Regions from separate parts of the Sus scrofa genome. Here region 2 is linked to region 1. The links are chromatin contacts, called in public HiChIP or PLAC-seq maps. All regions are on one chromosome and are shown on one strand. Each heading gives the region's core, a stretch centred on a gene start, on an enhancer-like site or on the middle of the called end of the contact. The rest is flanking DNA. Distances are from core to core; before and after follow the strand shown. Region 1 holds the start of SLC26A8 (testis anion transporter 1). Region 2 overlaps MAPK14 (mitogen-activated protein kinase 14).

The links. HiChIP or PLAC-seq counts read pairs in DNA pulled down with a chosen protein or histone mark.
Region 2: an H3K27ac HiChIP or PLAC-seq map of alveolar macrophages shows a contact between it and region 1. The contact joins the enhancer-like site here to the promoter of SLC26A8 in region 1. A contact is called at or near these places in 9 of 47 Hi-C or Micro-C datasets (embryonic fibroblasts, fibroblasts, liver and 3 more) and 1 of 2 datasets of contacts at active chromatin or transcription factors (alveolar macrophages).

What each region holds. Positions count from the first base shown.
Region 1 is chr7:31,788,981-31,793,449 of Sscrofa11.1, forward strand. SLC26A8 (testis anion transporter 1) reads right to left here and starts at 2,640. Exons shown (of 21, transcript XM_003356617.4): 1 at 2,201-2,640. The coding sequence starts at 2,623. MAPK14 (mitogen-activated protein kinase 14) reads left to right here and starts at 2,418. Exons shown (of 12, transcript XM_003356615.4): 1 at 2,418-3,181. The coding sequence starts at 3,066.
Region 2 is chr7:31,826,712-31,830,963 of Sscrofa11.1, forward strand. All of the region lies in intron 3 of MAPK14 (mitogen-activated protein kinase 14), which reads left to right. Among named protein-coding and RNA genes, the nearest start is that of SLC26A8, 37 kb to the left of the region's middle. Within about 2 kb of position 2,365, at least 1 of the 83 cell types and tissues checked has an H3K27ac peak or open chromatin away from gene starts, as enhancers often do. A contact at or near this core is called in alveolar macrophages, where this site is marked.

The sequences.
Region 1 (4,469 bases), core at 1,390-3,889:
GAGGCTAGAGGGTCACCGAGGTCTCCAACGCCACCTTTCAGACCCACCAGCCTGGCTCCTCCTATTGAAGGCCACTCAAAGCCCAGGTTTCCTGCTCTGCCCCACATCCCCGGACCTTCAATCTCCTTCTGAAGCTCAGTCCCTGTCACTGTCTCTCACTCTGTCTTGTAGTCCTGCTTGGCCCAGGTGCAAGTTTACCGTATTAATTGGATTACAGTATTAATGGATTAATGTCTAATATATTTATTATTTGCCTTACTTCTCGTTTTTGTAATTTGTCTCATCCCCATAACGGCAAGGATTTTTCTCTCTTTCATTGACTGTTGTATTATTAGTGCACAAAGCAATGAGGTAGATAAAGTGCTCAATAAATTTGTGTTGAATAATTGACTGGTTGCCCTGCTGTTAACTGTAAGCTCCATGTAGGCAACTGTCTGCTTTTTAAGTACCTTTCCAGGAGTTCCAGCTGTGGCTCAGCAGAAACAAATCTAGTATCCATGAGGATGTGGGTTCCAACCCTGGCCTCACTCAGTGGGTTGGGGATCTGGCGGTGCCATGAGCTGTTGTGTAGGATGACAGCTGTAGCTCGATTCCACCCCCTAGCCTGGGAACATTCATATGCCATGGGTGCGGCCCTAAAAAAAAAAAAAAAAAAAAAAAAAGGCTTCAATAAATAAATACCTTTCCAACGGAAGTGCCTGGTACCCAGTAGGCACTCAAAATGTATTTGCTGAATGACTGAATTTCTTAACTTTACTCTCTTGGTCACTCTCATCATTCCAATTTGTTGAATAAATATACGAGTTTCTCAGATTTCCCGCTGTGGCACAACAGGATGGGTGGTGTCTCTGGAGAACCAGGACGCAGGTTCCATCCCCAGTGGCACAGTGGGTTAAAGGATCTCGTTTTGCTGCAGCTGCGGTGTAAGTCACAACTGCAGCTGGATCTGGTCAGGGAACTCCATATGTTCCAGGGCAGCCAAAAAGAAAAAAAAAAAAAAAAGTTTGAGACCTGATTAAAACAAAAATAAGGTAGATGGAAGTTGTCAGGAGGGTATATATGAAAGTTCTTGTAAATGCTTGACTCTAGAAATACAACAATAAAAATGTCAAACAGAGACAGTATAATATATAAACATGAGTTTCTTAAAAGGCCAACTTCCCCCACGTTTCCTCCCTTGTACCCATGCACGCATCACCTTGGTTCCCCACTCCCACCCTTCATTTCTTTACAGTTGCATTTTTGCTCTCATTTCCTCCTTCAACTCGCATTACTTCTTAGAAAGCTTGGAACATTTTTAAGCAACATGTCTTCACAGGCAAGAGAACCTGAGCCAAACCATGTTGAATCCAAAGAAAGCTTTCTACAAATCACTCATGACCCTGGTTTTGGGCTTAGTTTTATTTTTCCTTGAGGAGAACTGAGGATCCTGCTCTGCTTCTTAAATTGAGACCATGTCATTATTCATAATTTATTCAACAAATATTTATGGGGGAACTTTTACGTTCTAGGCACTGTGCTAAATGTTGGGGCAAGACAGACAAAGTCTGAGCACTCCAAGGATGCATATAACACAAAAGAGAATAATCATGGTTAGTGGCTTGAACCCAGTTATTTCTAAAAAGAAATGACTAAGAATAGATAGGGTCCAATTCTCCTGCTTATTGTAACAAGGTTTAGCATAGGAATAGGCCAACAGTAGGGGAAGTTATGGGATTATAATCCTCTGCCCATTCACATTTATTATTGTGTTTAGCTTTAAGTAGGGAATGTAGGGCAGGAATTCTCTTTTGCATAAACTGGAACCAAAGTCTAGGAAAGGTCAATTGACTTGCCTAACCGGACACTGCCAGAAGACCACTCTGCACTGTTCTTACTCTGAGAGGCACGATTTAAATGTTTACAATCCTCTTCCCTGGAAAACTCTTCAAGGTAAGAGTCAGTTTCAAACCTTCAGAGTAATGGTGTTAAAAATTCTTTTCAAACGGAGATACCAGGGACTTATCTGAATTACTTGGGGCATATTGTAAAAAGGCACATTCCTGGTGCCCATCGCGGACCTATCCAATTAAACTCGTTGTGGATCCATAGACTCTTCATTTTTAAACTCCCAAGGTGATTCCTCCGCACATAGAAAGTTGAGAACTACTAGTAGAGTTTGGGTGGAAAACCTCAAACTTAATGCAGGGCTAATATTTACCTTTGGGGCAGATTTCGTCAGAATTCCGAAGAGTAAGCCATATGTCCTTGAGCAGATGAGACTGCAACGGCTTTCTGGCCAGAACCTCTTTTTTATGCAATATTTCTTGGAAATTGGAGGTTCCGCTAAGCGGGTGCTCGGCTGCTGTGGTAGTTCAAAGATCCTTTGGCTCTTTCCCGACACCCTATTAGTCACTGTCGCTTTCCACCGGGGAACTAGGCATTTGCCCCGCCGACCACGGTGGGGCGCACGCGGCAAATGTTCGCCGCTTGACCACCTCTTGCCTGGGTCCGCCTTCGCGCCCTCAAGAAGAGCAGTTCCCGGGAGTTCCTGCCTCTGGTGACCAGCTGTTGCTCTCTTCTCGCGAGAATTGCTCCTCCCGTCCTCTCCCCTCAGCAACCCCCGCCCACAGGCAGGTTCCATATTGGGTAAAATCTCGGCTCGCGGAGAGTCCCGGGAGCTGTTCTCGCGAGAGTAAGGCAGGAGGCTTCTGTTCGCTGGCTCTGGAACGGCGACCACTGGAACCTCTGCGGGCGCTGCAGCTGGAGCGGTAGTCCCGCGGCGCAAACCGGAGTCGGCCTGGACTGAAGCGGGTGCAGGGAGAGTGTGGTGGGCGCAGCTTTGAGCCCTGGAGCGCGCCCCTGCCCATAGCAGGGCTCGCCCCAGTCGCCGAGGCGCGTCCAGCTGCTGCGGCTGACAGGGGCCGCGCGCGCGGGAGTTGTCAGGGTCGCGGCAGCCGCACCTGCGCGGGTGGCCAGCTCTAGGTCCCCGCAGGGTCCGGCGGACGCCGAGGTCCGAGGAGCGGGTGCGGGCGCAGGCGGGGCCCCGCAGGGCCACCTCCTCGCCCCGCGGCCGCCGCTGGAAGATGTCTCAGGAGAGGCCCACGTTCTACCGGCAGGAGCTGAACAAGACAATCTGGGAGGTACCCGAGCGTTACCAGAACCTGTCCCCGGTGGGCTCCGGCGCCTATGGCTCCGTGTGGTAAGTGTCACTGGGCCTGGGGCCTTGGTGGGCTGGGTAGCCCTTCATGCCCCAGAGCCAGGCCTGCCCCCACGGCTCAGCAATGCACCAAGCGGCAGGAATTTTCCCTGGGGGGAAGCCATCCCTGCCCCTTTGATCCCTGTCCTGGACTCCCTGTACCCTTGGGACCCCTCACTCAGCACACCCGCGTAGGTAGTCAGCTGTGTGTAGGACGAGGTCCGCAGTGAGTACCCGGTGGTGTTGGGAGCCCGGCGCTGGCTCGCACCCTGCGCGTTCCCTTGTCGGGGGTGGGGTGGGGTGGTTGCTGCTCTGGGGGCAGGAACAGGGGGGCCCTCTTTGGCGGTCTCCCTGCTGTCATCGAACAGAGGGGCTCTCCCGAGGGGCGCCCACTGTGGGCGCCGTAGCTTGCCCTTGGATCAGACAAGCCCGGGAGCTGCCGGGAGGAACAGAAGGGCAAAGCTCGCCAGGGAGACTGCGGTCATCTGAACAAAACTGAGGACGAAGGACGTACCGTCCCGGCTTTTTTTGCAAACCTTTGTCGAAATCCCATTTGGAGAAGCGTTCTTTTTGAATTCGCACTTGAATTAGCAGCTATCCACAGAGCTTAAAATACCGACTTTATCGCGGTGAGCACGGTGCCAACTTGAGTGGTGTGTTTCCGATTCAGTTGAAAGCGTATTTCCTTTTCGCAGAGTTGGGGGTGGGTGGTAGTGCCTGCAAACACCCTGCAGCTTGAGAAGCTGGCGGCTTCACTGATTAGTCACATACCACTGCTCATTTAAGTATTGTTGGACAAAACAATTTTCGCCTTTGGAGCAAGTGAGATTCAGATCCGTTGGACGCCCTTAAGATCAAAAAGTTACTAACAATATTGGGAGGTATTTTAAATATTTTTAAATTGTGATAATTCTTGTGAAATACTGGGCTTTTTAAGTCCCTTAGAGAGTTTGCAGGGAACTTATCTACACTTACAGCCTGAGGTACACCACGGTTTTCATAAGGATATGGAATGTATCGCAAAAGAAGGAAGAGACACTTTTCAGCCTTAATTCATGCTGTGAATGTGTTTTAAACTAAATGGTACCATAACATTTCCGGACCTGAACTATTTCGCTAACTTTTCTAACTTCCCAGGTCTTATACACTATATTTTAGATTTACTGCAATGTAAGAACTCCTGACCATAAGCTAATTCATGTGATTCCTGTGCATGTATCATTTGAAAAGAGGTCTACAAGATTATTTTTATTATTTTTTGTTTTGGCACAAATTCCAGGCTTTTAGACTC
Region 2 (4,252 bases), core at 1,115-3,614, 37 kb after region 1:
CTGTGATAGGTTCTATATAAGATGTCGGAACTGTAAGAGCCTTCAGTTGCACACGGTCTCACTAATGAAATGAAGTATAAATGCTTACCTAAAACAGCTTAAAGGTCCAACTCAAATCTGCAGGGTATTAAGTTATTAAAAATATGAGAGAAGCTTAGTGGAGAAAAGCCTCTAAAGAAGGTATTGACTGTTTCTGAAGAAACAGATAAATAAGGATGAAGTGTAGAGGTTGAAACCTATTCCAGATAGTCAAAGAAATGAAGGAAATTTGTAAGGTATACAGAAAAAGAGATCTGTGTGGAATGGAGAATAACTTGATTTTTCTTTTGTACCTAGATAAAACTTGTTAGTAAATTCTAATTTTATTTATTTATTTATTTATTTTTGGGTGTCGGAGGACAGTTGTTTTCCTGATATAGCTAAAAGGCATTATCTATTTGGAAATAATGCTTTTCTCCATCACTGAAAGAAATTCCCAGTCTCATTGTTTAGACTTATTCTTTAAAAATAAGTCAAGTGCTCAAGATAGGTAATAAGGAAGAGAAGCAGTCAGTCTCAGAGAAAGACGAATGAGTTAACTGTACTAATAAATGCAGTTTATTTCCTTATCAGAGAGGTCTCCTGAAATGAGGATAGAGAGTTGGTAAAGCATACAGATGTCGTCACTGACTCATATACAAAAGCTAAGAAAATTACACATCCTTTAAGAAAATAACATTCCTTTTTGTCTGACATCATCAATAAGATGCCCTCTTTTTTCTCAGATTAGCTATTGTAAAAAAAAGGTAAAGAAGCTTCAAGATCTAGCTTTGAGTTTGAGTCCCTCAAGAAATCTTTCCCTGATTAAATCCTTCCTAAGTCTGGGTTGGAGCCTCTCCTGTGTGTTCTCCAGCACCTTGACATTCCCTCTTATAGCTCTAATCATGCTCTGTTATGGTTATATGTTTATATATGCCTTCCTCTCATCTAAATTCTTTATCTATTGGAGTTCCCGCTATGACATATCAGGTTAAGGATCTGGCATTGTCTCTGCAGCAGCTCAGGTTACTGAGATGCGGATTCAATCCCTGGCCCAGTGCAGTCGATTAAGCATCTGATGTTGCTGCAGCTGTGGCATAGGTTGCAACTGCAGCTCAGATTTGATCCTTACCCAGGGAACATCCATATGCCATAGGTGAGGCAAAAAAAAAAAATCCATGTCTCTTTTTTTCCATTATTGTACTCCCAGTGCTCAACAATAAATATTTGTTGATGGAATGATTGAATGAATGAATAACCTTGCGCTGTCTTGTTTATGACTGGTTAGCAATCTAGTTGTCTGATAGCTTGCCCAGTGCATTCTCTTTTGACTAGTTTTTTTGTTTTTATTCTGTAATGTAGATCATACGGTAGAATACTGAATCTGGTTTGTTTGATGCTAGTAATGTAGAGGGCACCTTTCAGTAGTCTTTATTTCAAATGAGGTGAATAGTTTGTGGTGAAATAAGCTGGCTAAACTGCCTACCTGGCTGCTGAATGATGCTTTTGCCACTTACATTAGAATAGTGTGATCTGCTTACCAGATAAGATCTTTGGCATGAGTATTTTCATAAGATATGCCATTGCCTGGTCTTAACTAGTAATGCTATATGAGTTGTCCTGGGTCATTCAATTCAATTCACTGGTAATTGTGTGCCTAGTATTTCCTCAACAGTGTTTTAGGTACTTTAAATACTACAGAGAACAAAAAGGAATCTCGTCCTCTTTAAACATTGTACAGATGGATAGCAATTAAACAATGAGCATATAAAAAGGAAATCTGATAGTATGTTAGCAGGCAATAATGCTATGGACAAGAGGAAAAGATAGAGCAGGGAAGGGGAATGGGGAGTGTGAGAGATACAATTTTATTTTATTTATCTTTTTTGCGTGTGTCTTTTTAGGACTGTATCCACGGCATATGGAGGTTCCCAGGCTAGGGGTCCAATCGGAGCTATAGCCGTGTCTGCCACCTGCACCACAGCTCACGGCAATGCCGGATCCTCAACCCACTGAGTGAGGGCAGGGATTGAAGCCACAACCTCATGGTTCCTAGTCGAATTCGTTAACCACTGAGCCACGACGGGAACTCCTTTTTTTTTTTTTTTTGAGACATACAATTTTAAATGGGGTGGTAAGGATAGCTCTTATCCTTAGAAGGTGAATTTTGAGCAAAAATTTGAAGAAGTAGAAGAATTGGACTTGTGCTTATCTGGGGGAAAAGCATTCCAGGCAGAAGGAACAGCTAATGCAAAGGTCCTGAGGCAGAAGACTGCATGCTATGTTGGAATTGCAGCAAGGCGGGGCTCTCTGGATGGAGTAAGGAAGCTAGTGTAGAGCCAAGTGAGAGCAAAGAGAGAAGTAGAAGTGAGAGAGCTGATTGGAGACAGGGTATTGGATTACGTAGGGCTTTATCTGCCCTGGAGGGATTTTTGTCTTAAGTGAAATGAGAAGGCTTTTGACAAGGAATAACATGATCCGTTTTTCATTTTTACAGAATCACTGGTGTTTTCAGAATAGGCTGTAGTGAGTCCCAAGGATCATTGGATGTATTTCAGAAGTGTGTGGTTACAAATTGTCCATCCCTGTGATTGTTTTAAAGTACTTTGTTTAAATATGGAAAATTTTTTTGCCCTTTTGATGATTGATTTATAAAATATGGATGATGGTATAGAGACAACAAGCTGTAGATAGAGATTTTTTCTACATAGGTTCTTTCTGATTGTGTTATGCTTTTTAGGGGGAAAAAAGGCAGTAAGGTAGGAGTTTTGACAATTGTTACCCAAGAAGCACTTAATAAATGAAGCTCTAAATAGGGTGCTGTCTAGAGTACTGAAAACCCTTGTAGTACTGCCTTTTTTCTGGTACAGTACATTTTACTTTGAGAAATGATTTATGCTCTTTATAGTATGTTTAATTTAATTTAATTTTTTTTTTTGTCTTTTGTCCTTTTTTTTTAGGGCCGCACCTGCAGCATGTGGAGGTTCCCAGGCTAGGGGTCTAATTGGAGCCACAGCTGCCGGCCTACACCTGAGCCACAGCAATCCAGGATCCAAGCCGTGTCTGAGACCTACACCACAGCTCATAGCAACACCGGATCCTTAATCCACTGAGCAAGGCCAGGGAATCCAATCCGAAACCTCATGGTTCCTAGTCGGATTCGTTTCTGCTGTGCCACGATGGGAACTCCAGTTTATTTAATTTTAAGGGAGACCGTATTCACAAGAAAAGTGAAAAACAAGATTTATATCATCAGGAGTTCCCACTGTGGCGCAGTGGGTTAAGGATCTCACCTTGTCTCTAGTGGTGCAGGTTCCATCCCCAGCCTGATGCAGTGGGTTAAGGATCTCATGCTGCCACAGCTGTAGCTCCGATTCAGTCCCTGGCCCGAGAACTTCCATGTGCTCTGGGTGTGACCAAAAAAAGAAAAACGAAAAGATTTGCATTGTCAGGCTATGAAATCATCTTTTCAGCCTTCAGCCTAATAAAGTCCTACCTACTTAATTCCTTTTTAACGATGGGGGAACTAGGTAGCTTCCCAACTGTTGATCAGATTTGATTATTTGAGATGTTATGAACCCTGACAAATAGGCATGTCTTTACTAAAATGGAATTACTTTCTAGAGACTAATATGGGGCTATCTATTAATGTTTCCTTTGGGGACTGGCTTATTTAAAATACGTACACATCTACATTTTCCTCCCACCCCCTGTTCACTACTTTTAAAAGTTGCTATGTCTTTCATAAGCATTCAGTAACTTTGCATGACACTTGCTTTTGTCCACTGTTGCAAGATTTATTTTGAAAAACGTTTCCTTTTCATATGTGATGAGTTGGAATTTGACAATTGACTGCCATAGATTGGTCTTTGGGCTTTGTGGATACAACATATAGTGATTAGGTTAGTTCCTGCAAGACAGATCTGCCGTGAACAATGTGGTTCAGTTGATTTAATTGGAGGCTAGCAGCAATGCTTGATAGTTATTACTGTATAGACTGATTAATCTTACATGCTTACATAATGTCTTGACAGTCTCTCTGTACGTCTGGAAGTCTTACTGATAGAATAGTTGTGGTCTCTGATTTAGAGGGGATTTGAAGGGAATCACACAGTGGTGGACTGTTCTAACTGTAAGCATGCTCTCTCTCAGGCTGTGCAATCAGTGGTCTTCTGGCCGTATAAGATTTCTTAAGTTACTGGGCATAAAACTTAGAATTGAAAGTACTGTGTTT